Regions from separate parts of the Xenopus laevis genome. Here region 1 is linked to region 2. The links are chromatin contacts, called in public Hi-C maps. All regions are on one chromosome and are shown on one strand. The core of a region is the stretch at or near the end of the contact, and the rest is flanking DNA. Distances in the headings are between cores, read along the strand shown.

The links. A called contact is a pair of places that touch in the nucleus more often than the background predicts.
Region 1: a contact with region 2 is called in a Hi-C map of the XTC cell line, with 3 times the contacts expected there. The contact joins the promoter of ccny.L here to the enhancer-like site in region 2. A contact is called at or near these places in 2 of 4 Hi-C or Micro-C datasets (the XL177 cell line and the XTC cell line).

Annotation. Positions count from the first base shown.
Region 1 is chr6L:20,431,368-20,436,658 of Xenopus_laevis_v10.1, reverse strand. It overlaps ccny.L (cyclin-Y), which reads left to right and starts at 1,419. Exons shown (of 10, transcript XM_018267164.2): 1 at 1,419-1,971. The coding sequence starts at 1,818.
Region 2 is chr6L:20,375,244-20,380,182 of Xenopus_laevis_v10.1, reverse strand. The region is part of intron 1 of ccny.L (cyclin-Y); the gene reads left to right. Among protein-coding and RNA genes, the nearest start is that of gjd4.L, 57 kb to the right of the region's middle. Within about 2 kb of position 1,257, at least 1 of the 7 cell types and tissues checked has an H3K27ac peak or open chromatin away from gene starts, as enhancers often do.

The DNA.
Region 1 (5,291 bases), core at 170-2,669, 56 kb before region 2:
TGTATGGACGAATGGTCAAAAATACCCCCATCCAGAATCCAGACACTCATCAAAGGCTATAGGAGGCGTCTAGAAGCTGTTACATTTGCAAAGGGAGGCTCAACTAAGTATTGATGTAATATCTCTGTTGGGGTGCCCAAATTTATGCACCTGTCTAATTTTGTTATAATGCATATTGGATATTTTCTATTAATCCAATAAACTTTATGTCACTGCTGAAATACTACTGTTTCCATAAGGCATGTTATATATTAAAATTCAGTTGCTACTTTGAAAGCTCAGCCAATAATAAACTCCAAAGAATTAAGAGGGGTTCCCAAACTTTTTCCCTAGGGCCCAAAGATCGGATCCTAACGAACGGGAACGGGCGGTCAGATCACGGAAACGCATCAACGAACAGATGCGGCCGCGATCCGACGGAATTTTTAGTCGTCCCATCCGATCGAGATCTGGCCGACTTTCGGCCAAATCGCGATCGGGGAAGCCCGTCGGGGGCCCCCATACACGGGCCAATAAGCTGCCGACTTGGTCTGTCGGCAGCTTTTATAGGCCCTTGTATGGCCACCTTAAGGCGGCTCCTTCGACAGGATCGGCGATGACTTTGGGTGACCCACTTATCAAAACTGTAGGTAGGTGGCATTTGCTGATAAAACTACTATGATAATGCAGGGGGATATGTATTAAAAAGAGACATTTGTAAACAGTAGGGATGCACCAAATCCAGGATTCAGTTCGGGATTCGGTCTTTTTCAGCAGGTTCTGGATTTGGCCGAATCCTTCTGCCCGTCCGAACCGAATTTGCATATGCAAATTAGGGGCAAGGAGGGAAATCACGTGACTTTTAGTCGCAAAACAAGGAAGTAAAAAAATGTTCCCCTTCCCGCCCCTAATTTGCATATAAAAATTCGGATTTGGTTCTGTATTCAACCTAATTTTTTGCGAAGGCTTCGGGGTTCGACCGAATCCAAAATAGTGCATCCCCAGTAAACAGTGCGTAACTACTAGGGTTTCCACCTTTTCCGGAAAAAAATACTATATATTTATCTTTTTTCCCTATTAATAACATTGGGATCAACCATCATTTTTACCGGCCAGGTGTCAACCCTAGCGCTTACAATCTAGATGGGCAGTGGCTTTTCCAATCCCAAATGTAACAGAAAAGTAAGAATCAGACAAAGACACTTGATCTCATTTGTAACTCCCTGCAGGCGCCAGCTGAGCTGGGTGACTTTATTTACGTCACGTGTGTGTGTGTAAAATACTCCTCCAAGAAAAGTATCAGTGAATTGCGATGTTAAAAAAAATATATATAAAAGCAGAGCAGTAACATGACAGCGGTCCGCTTTAGTTCACTCCCACACACTCGCTTCCTTATAAACCACTCCTGTCTAAACGGAACCTACTTTTCGTTGTCAGCGGAAGCATTTCGCAGCGCGCCGCACCGGGTAGGGAGGGCCGTGTGTCGCTGCTGGTTTGCCAGTTCAGGGGCGGAGCTTGAGGCGAGGGCGGGGTTGCTGCTTGTGCTGCTGTTCCAGGGCTATGCAAGGAGACTGATGAGGAGGCAGCGGGCTGGGGAGATGCCTGGATCCTGCTTCCAGCACTGGGCACTATGGAATAGAAGGGGCGCTGCCTGCTGACCCCTTTGCACTCGCTTTCCCTTCCCCTATGGAGAGGGGTTTTTAGCAGCTGGATTGGGCTGCTCCCCACCCGGGGAACCTGCAGTCTGTGCTCCCATTCCTCATTAACAGAGAGAGGAGAGACTGGGGGAGCCGTAGGAGATTGAGATCCGAGGGGGGCGGCGACGCTGAAGCCTCACCATGGGGAACACCACGTCGTGCTGTGTGTCCTCCAGTCCCAAGCTGCGCAGAAATGCCCACTCCCGGCTGGAGTCGTACCGGCCCGAGCAGGACATGAGCAGAGAGGACACTGGATGTAACCTGCAGCACATCAGTGACCGGGAGAATGTAGATGGTATTGTTATAATTGTTATATTGTTATAATTGCACTGGGGGTGGGCTTAGCACTGGCATATCATTGTAGGCTACAGAGGCATCCCATAATCACAGACTCCATGCATTATCTGATTAGCATACGTACAAAGAACACTTAGATTGCAAGCTCTATGGGACAGGCGCCTACTTCCTCCTGTCTCAGCACTTCTATATAGAATGGAGCAGAATTGTTGTGTTTCTTATATCTCTATTTTTTTTTTTTTTACAGTGCTGCCTAAACAAATCCCATTATATCCGTATATATTGTTGAACTCCAACCCTACGCACCCCCCCCCCGCTGACAGCCGAAGGCTATTAGCTGTCCCTAACCACCCCTCCCTGTGCATGGGTTTATTGTGACTTGTCAGTAGAGATGAATGGGGATGTGAGGGGCATGACTTGTGTGAAAGTTGGCAAATGCTCTGGGATTGCCCGTGGGATTTGTGTGGATCCCAGTGATGGACTTGTTTCATTGTCTGCTGCGAGGCCTTGCACCATGTGATCTGTCAATAACTAAACGGGTGCCATAGGGTGACACTATTGGGTTGGATCCTTTGTGCTCAGCAGCCCACCCAGCTGTGTCTGTGACATATGGACATACTGTGCTCACCTAAGTTTGCTCTTCATCTTCCTTGTTTGTGTGCCCTTCACCTGTACCCATTGGTACTGACCCATCTCCTGCTAAGGTTTAGTGGCCTTTCTAGTTTTCTACCTTCTTAACTAGACGTTACTGGGCCCCACAGCAAATTAGTTTTAGGGCCCCCGACCTATCCGGAGGCTGTCCTTTTTTTTTTTACCAACATATGTGGAAATTGTTCATTAATTAGTAGGGAGGCACCAAATCCACTATTTTGGATTCGGCCAAACCCTGAATCCTTCGAAATATTTGGCCGGATACCCAATCCGAATCCTAATTTGCATATGCAATTTAGGGGGGAAAGGGGAAACATTTTTTACTCCCTTGTTTTGCGACTCATGCAATTAACCTCCCTGCCCCTAATTTGCATATGCAAATTAGGATTAGGTTCGGCCGAATCAGAATCCTGCTGAAAAAGGCCGAATCCAAATATGCAAATTAGGGGTGGGAAGGGGAAACCATTTTTTACTTACTTGTTTTGTTACAAAAAGTCATGCGATTTTTCCCTCCCGCCCCTAATTCGCATATGCAAATTAGGATTAGGTTCGGCCGGGCATAAGGATTCGACCGAATCTGAATCCTGCTGAAAAAGGCCAAATCCCGAACTCTGTGCATCCCCATTAATTAGGGCCTCTTTGGGCCCCCCTATACTTCCTGGGCCCCCCTGCAGCCGCAGGGTCTGCTTCCTCTGTAGTTACACCCCTGCTTCTGTTCATATCCAGTGCCTACTCGGCATTGCTCAGCAGTGATAAAGAAGGGGTTTTTATGCAAATTACAATATTATTATCTTTTATTTATATGCCACCAACCATTTACACAGATTTTATTAGAGCTAATTTCTACAATCTAAGATCCACGTCATATTCACTACAGTCAGTTTTAGCCGCCAACTTGTCTGTTTGCTTTGGAAATGACAAAGAGGGAAGCAATGAAGCCTCCTGGGCAATATACGGAGTCACTGCAGATTATGCTAATGCAGGAATGGAATCTAGAACCCGGCTGTGCCGGGTAACCTTTTTTTCTTATTCTGGTAATTGTTTTTGATGATGGGTACCCCGCCGGTCATGGGGGCCCTACTTTAGTTGTGACTTGTACACTAGACTGCTTGCTGTATATGAGTAAGGATCTTTAAAGGACAGGTAGGTGTAAACAGGGGGGAGGTGCCAAACCGTTAACCTACCTGATACCACAGTTCAATGGTTCTGTTTGATAAAACCTGCACCGGTTTCCCCCAATTGGAATGTGGTCTCTATTAGCTTGAACCTCTGTTGGGGAAAAAAAAAAAATCAGTTTACAGGTGCCTATTAACCTCCTAGAGGCTACAACATGCTTTCTACTTGCACAAGTCACCTGGTACAGGTATGGGACCTGTTATCCAGAATGCTCAGAACCTGGGGTTTTCTGGATAATGGATCTTTCTGTAACTTGGATCTTCACACCTTGTCTACTAGAAAATCATGTAAACATTAAATAAACCCAATAGAATGGTTTTGCTTCCATTAAGGATTAATTATAGCTTAGTCCTGTCAGGGATCCATATTGTAGTGACTAATAATTACTGATTCCATTGATTTCTCTGAATTCCACTCAGGGGTAACAGCAATCAATGCATCATTGATGGTACAGGTATTGGACCTATTATCCAGAATGCTCAGGACCTTCAGTTTTCTGGATAACGGACCTTTCCGTAATTTGGATCTTCATACCATAAGTCTACTAGAAAATCATGTAAACATTATAGAAACCCAATAGAATATTTTTGCTTCCAATAAGGACTAATTATATCTTAGTTGGTGCAAGCTGTTGTTTTATCATTACCAAGAAAAAGGAAATCAATTTAAAAAATTGGGATTATTTGATTATAATGGAGTCTATGGGAGACGGCCTTTCCGTAATTCGGAGCATTCTGAATAACGGGTTTCTGTATAACAGATCCCATACCTGTATGGGATATCTGCTTGTACCAGTGGTATCATATTCTCTAGCAAGGAGTAGAGGATGAAAATCTAAGGGGCAGCCTCTCTGGAGGACCAAATATATGGGTAGAGTAGTTTAAATGCTACTTAGTACAGGTATGGGACCTGTTATCCAGAATGCTCGGGACCTGTGGTTTTCCGGATAATGGATCTTTCTGAAATTTGGATCTTCACACCTTAACTAGAAAATCATGTAAACATTAAATAAACCCAATAGGTTGGGTTTGCCTCCAATAAGGATTAATTATATCTTAGTTGGGATCAAGTACAAGCTACTGTTTTATTATTACAGAGAAAAAGGAAATTGTTTTTAAAAATTTGGAATATTTGGATAAAATGGAATCTATGGGAGACAGCCTTTACGTAATTCTGAACTTTTTGGATAACGAGTTTCTGGATTATATATCCCATATCTGTATATGCCATTCTTGATGTATCCATGTTTTGATGGGTAATTGTAGGTGCTGGGTGACCAATTACACTTCTCATTGGTCAGAACACCACATGTGACATTGCCTATAGCCTTCGAGAATATCCATTGCCTCTCAGGCAGGCTGGCCACATGTTTCCTTAGATCCGGTTAGTATTGACTTAGTATATGACTATTGCAATAAGATGGGTGGGAAAGCAGTGGTATTCAGCAGGGGGCTGCTTCAATAAAGCCATAGATTGCAGACTCATTGGAGT
Region 2 (4,939 bases), core at 8-2,507:
CATGTTATGACCTCCTTTCTATTGTTTTATACGAAATTAGTGGTGCATGTATGGTCAGCTTTAGGTGTGGAGGTGAAGGATACCTTAATCCACATAGCTGAGCTAATAATACTAAAGTGACAAAGGGAGTTAACTCCATGTCTTAGCCCTGCAATACAATGCACTTATTGACAGCATACACAAGAATTTCCTCTGGAAATAGAGAGAGGCAATTCCATTGCAGGAGTCTCTCTTGGGACTAAGTAAGTCAATAGACATGGACATTGCAGGGGCAATATAAACAATTGCTGTAATCTTCCGTCCGCAGGCCACTCACAATTTGGATCTCAAACCTGAATTGTCAAACAATGAGCATTTCCCTCCTGTCAAGCGAGCAGATGAAAGAAATATGAGTGTGCATACGTGCTGAATCATTCATCCTACAGGAATACGGCACACACAGTCTGCCAACGTTCAATCCCTGTACTATACCTAGGGAAAGCCTGGCACTGGGATGGCATACAAACCTTAATGTGCTTATTGTCATAGTTGCCAGGGATGAGCAGAAATAAATGCTTTCTTTTATTACTACACGGACATTGTTAGTAAATATATAGTTTCTGGCATTTGAAGGTTCTATCTTCTCTGGAGATTTTACCAATTTAAGTATGTTTTTTTTTGTTTTTTTTGCTTGAATAAATGTGCCCAGGTGTGGGTACATGGTCATTCTTCAATCATCTACCATTGGAGTCCCGTGGGCTGGATGTTATCCTCCAAGAGATTTTTATGGACAATATCTCCACAGGTCCCTTTGTATGACATCATTGCTTATGATAATCTGGACCAAAACATGTGAAAAAATTGGCCCACAGCATGCTAATAATCTTGGGCAGCTCTAGGTAAAGTGTTCTTCATAGTTCAGGGTAGTAATTTGCAGCAGAGTTGCAACACAGGAAGCTTAATGGCTGGTGGAGGTCCATGAAGATTGATAGTTCTTCTATACACATGGAACTCCAGCAGCCTCCTGACTGAGTACAGTAAGCTAGATTGTCTTTGACAAGATGTATTGGGGCCCTACATTTATTTTGCTGTAGGGCCCATGACTTCTTAGTTCTTAGGTGATCACATCTTCAGATAGGGACAACCAGCCTCATCCTGATCCTGCTCAATACTGATCACTTGGGGGTGGTGGCTGAACGGGGTCCCAGAAGAGGTGTGGCTGGGGGGGGGGGCAGGGGTGGTGTGGGGGGCAGGGGTGGTGTGGGGGGGCAGGGGTGGTGTGGGGGCCCTGAGGCTGCATGCGTGATGGGCACTGGGCCCCCAGTCTGGCGCTGTTTGCGTTCCTGTCCAATAATTTTCATCTTGCTTGTTGGGGTATACTTGATCCATGCTTTCAAGCTCACTGACTGTAGAAATGTCATCCCAAGTATAATCTGAATTTTATTGTTAGATTCATGTGTATATTGCCCCTGTGAAGGAAGGTTCTTCTGTATGTATAGTTGGCCTAGTTTCTGCAAAATGTGCCTTAACCAACAGTGCTTCTATTCTAACAGTGCTATCAGTTCTAAACGTATTTCTTTCTCTAAAATAAATCCTAGCCTTGACTTTATCTCTCATTAGCTGTGTATAAAGTATATGTCTGCCTCTACCCATAGCAAGCAATCAGATCTCTTCTTTCATTAAGTTTTGGTCTCAATTGGTTGCTATAGGCAACTGCTCTGGTCCAATTTAGCCAAGTATTTTCCAAGGGCTGCTGATTTCTTCATCGATCTCGGTGGTTCCCCAGCACGCAGCCAAACAGAGTGCAATTAATTTATATTCAGTCCAACATGAAATTATTGACTTCAGGTAAATTGTTTTTAGAAATTATTAACTGGGTTCTTTGCCTTTAAGTTAACACTTAGGGGGGTTATTTACTAAACTCAGCATGCAAAAATCACGAAAAACTTGTGAATTTCTTTTTACAAGATAAGACTAAAAAAAATCACACATTTTTTTAAATTTATTAAACCCCGAGCATGGAAAAGTTCGATTCTGAAAATCCGGCATCTCAGAAATGTCAAGGTTGCATATAAATCAATGGGAAAAGTCCCAATAATTTTTTGATGTATGCTGGGTTTCCTGCAATACCTCTGAGTTTTTGAGCAAAAATCCAAAAAAGTCATGAAAATCAGATGAAAGTACAAAAAAAATCATGAAAATTGGATGAAAAATCGGAAAAATCATGAAAATCGGATGAAAAATCCAAAAACAAAAACTCATAAAAATCTGATTTTATTCCCCTGCAAAGCAAATTTTCGGGAAAATGTAATAAATAAGAGTAAAAAAACCGAGCGGATTTGATCAGAGTTTGTAGCTGAAAATATTTAGATAAATTCGGACTTTGATAAATAACCCCCTTAAGTTTTATATAGAATGACCAATTCTAAGCAGCTTTTCAATTGGTCTTCATTATTCCTTTTTTATAGTTTTTGAATTATTTGCCGCCTTCTAACTCTTTCCAGCTTTCAAATGGGGGTCACTGACCCATCTAAAAATCAAATGCTCTGTAAGGCTACACATTTATTGTTATCGCTACTGTTTATTGCTCATCTTTCTATTCAAGCCCCTCTCCTATTCACATTCCAGTCTCTTATCCAAATCAATGCATGGGGTAATTTGGACTGGATTGCTGAAACTGCAAACTGGAGAGCTGCTGAATAACTCAAAAACCACAAATAAAAAATGAAAACCAATTGATTCCGAAAATCACTCTCTATGTCATACGAAAAGTTTCAAATTCAAAGGTGAAGAACCCCTTTAAAATGGAGTGTTGCCACTCTTGAGGTCATGATAAGAGCTGAAATGTATAATCTAGCGAATAATGAGCCTCCTACACGCAGTAACTGACATTACGTGACATTACGTATTAAGTACCAGGTACTGTTTTTTTATTATTACAGAGAAAAAGGGTAATCATTTTTAGAAATCTGAATTATATGATTAAAATGGAGTCTATGGGGACATGGACATCCCATAATTCAGAGCTTTCTGGATAACGGGTTTCCGGATTACGGATCCCATACCTGTAATATATTTCGGCCTATAACAATAACTGATAGCATTACAAATTAACTACTCGGTTAAAATGGTTATTATTTGAAATGTGCCAGCTGCCAAACTGAATTCAGAGACATAACCTGTTCTGTTCATTTCCGTTACATTTAATTAAATTTCCGCCAGTTCTCAATGCAGAATATCTAGTTTAGTGTGAAAGCTCTAATTAAGGGATTTTACATCCCGGCCCTCGTCTGTTTATTGTAATGGTTACATAACCACAGACCATTCTTAAAAACACATTAGCCAAATAAACGATTTATGTTATTACAAACAGGTTTCAAACTGACATTAATCCAAAGGAAAAAAGTAAAGTCAATTAGGGGTTTTGGCTTGTCACATGCTTAACCACAGCAGCACTTTCATCATGGGAGAAGAGCTACATGAAAAGAACAGACAGCACGGTGCATTGCTTCTGATTTATTTGATGAGACCTCTTGTCTCTGTTTCATTTTACTGAGACCGTTCTAGTTTAGTCCGAGCCTTAAAGGAGAACTACTGCTCAACACATAATTAAGCTAGAACCTTACATCTTGACTTTTGAACCGCTTTAAAGGTATTGTTCACATTTGAGATAACTTTTAGTATGATGTAGAGAGTTTGAGATATACTGAGACAATTTGCAATTGGTTTTCATTTTTATTATTTGTGGTTTTTGAGTTATTTAGCTTTTTATTCAGCAGCTCTCCAGTTTGCATTTTCACCAATCTGGTTGCTAGGGTCAAAATTACTCTAGCAACCATGCACTGATTTGAATGAGAGACTGGAATATGAACAGGAGATGCCTGAATAGAATGAGTAAAAAAAAAAAGTAGCAATAACCATATATGTGTAGCCTTACAGAGCATTTTCAAAAATCTGAATTATTTGTATAAAATGCAGTCTGTGGGAGATGGCCATTCCGTAATTCAGAGCTTTCTGCATAACTGGTTTCCGGATAATGGATCCCGTATCTGTATTTACAAAAATTGTGTCGTCCCTCTTACAGGTTTTGTGTCTGGGGGCTGGAAGGGTAAAGCTGGCTGAGCAATGAGCATAATAAGCTAACACTTTACAGTTTGCTGTTAGTTTAAAGGAGACATAGGATAAATGAAAAAAAAACTAATTTTGTAGGCAATTATGAGTATATATGGTGTTTTACATGGTAAAACAATACTGTGATGCTTTTGAGAAAATTCTCATTTTCTTATTTTATCCTAAGAAATAATAAATGGCTGCTTAATGGTACTAATTCTGTTACCCCTAGCAACCAACCACCGCTAGGCTTTCATTTTCTAACTTGCAGTCGTCTGATCAAAGCTAATTGCTTATTGGTTGCTGTTGGTAACTGCAGTGGGGTTCAGTCATCAATAATTTTGGCCAGACAACTGTACTCTGTTAATAAATAAGCCCTGTTGTTTAGCCATGCTGCCTTCATTTTTTAAAATTTGGATTGTTTGGATAAAATGGAGCCTGTGGATGACCGTCTTTCTGTAATTCGGAGCTTTCTGTATAGTGGCTATCCGAATAACTGATCTCATACCTGTACTATGTAAACATACAGGCAGGTTATTTAGCTGTGCATGTCCTAGTGATCGAGCAGGTTAGGGCTAAATAAATGGAGGTTAATATTTAATAGGAACATATTGAACAGACTGTGCATAGCAAGTAAAGTATTTTTAAAAGCTTTTCATAGCACTGCCTACACATATGAACGAAAATTGCCTTTGCCTTATACTATCAGTATTTACTCTCGTAAATGAATTGGTATAATTGCACTAGATCAGAATGATAGCCAATGCAAACAAGTGCTTAAGCCTTGGCACAGCAATGTTGATAAAGTGCTCATTGGACCTCTTATCTAGAATGCTCAGGACATGAGGTT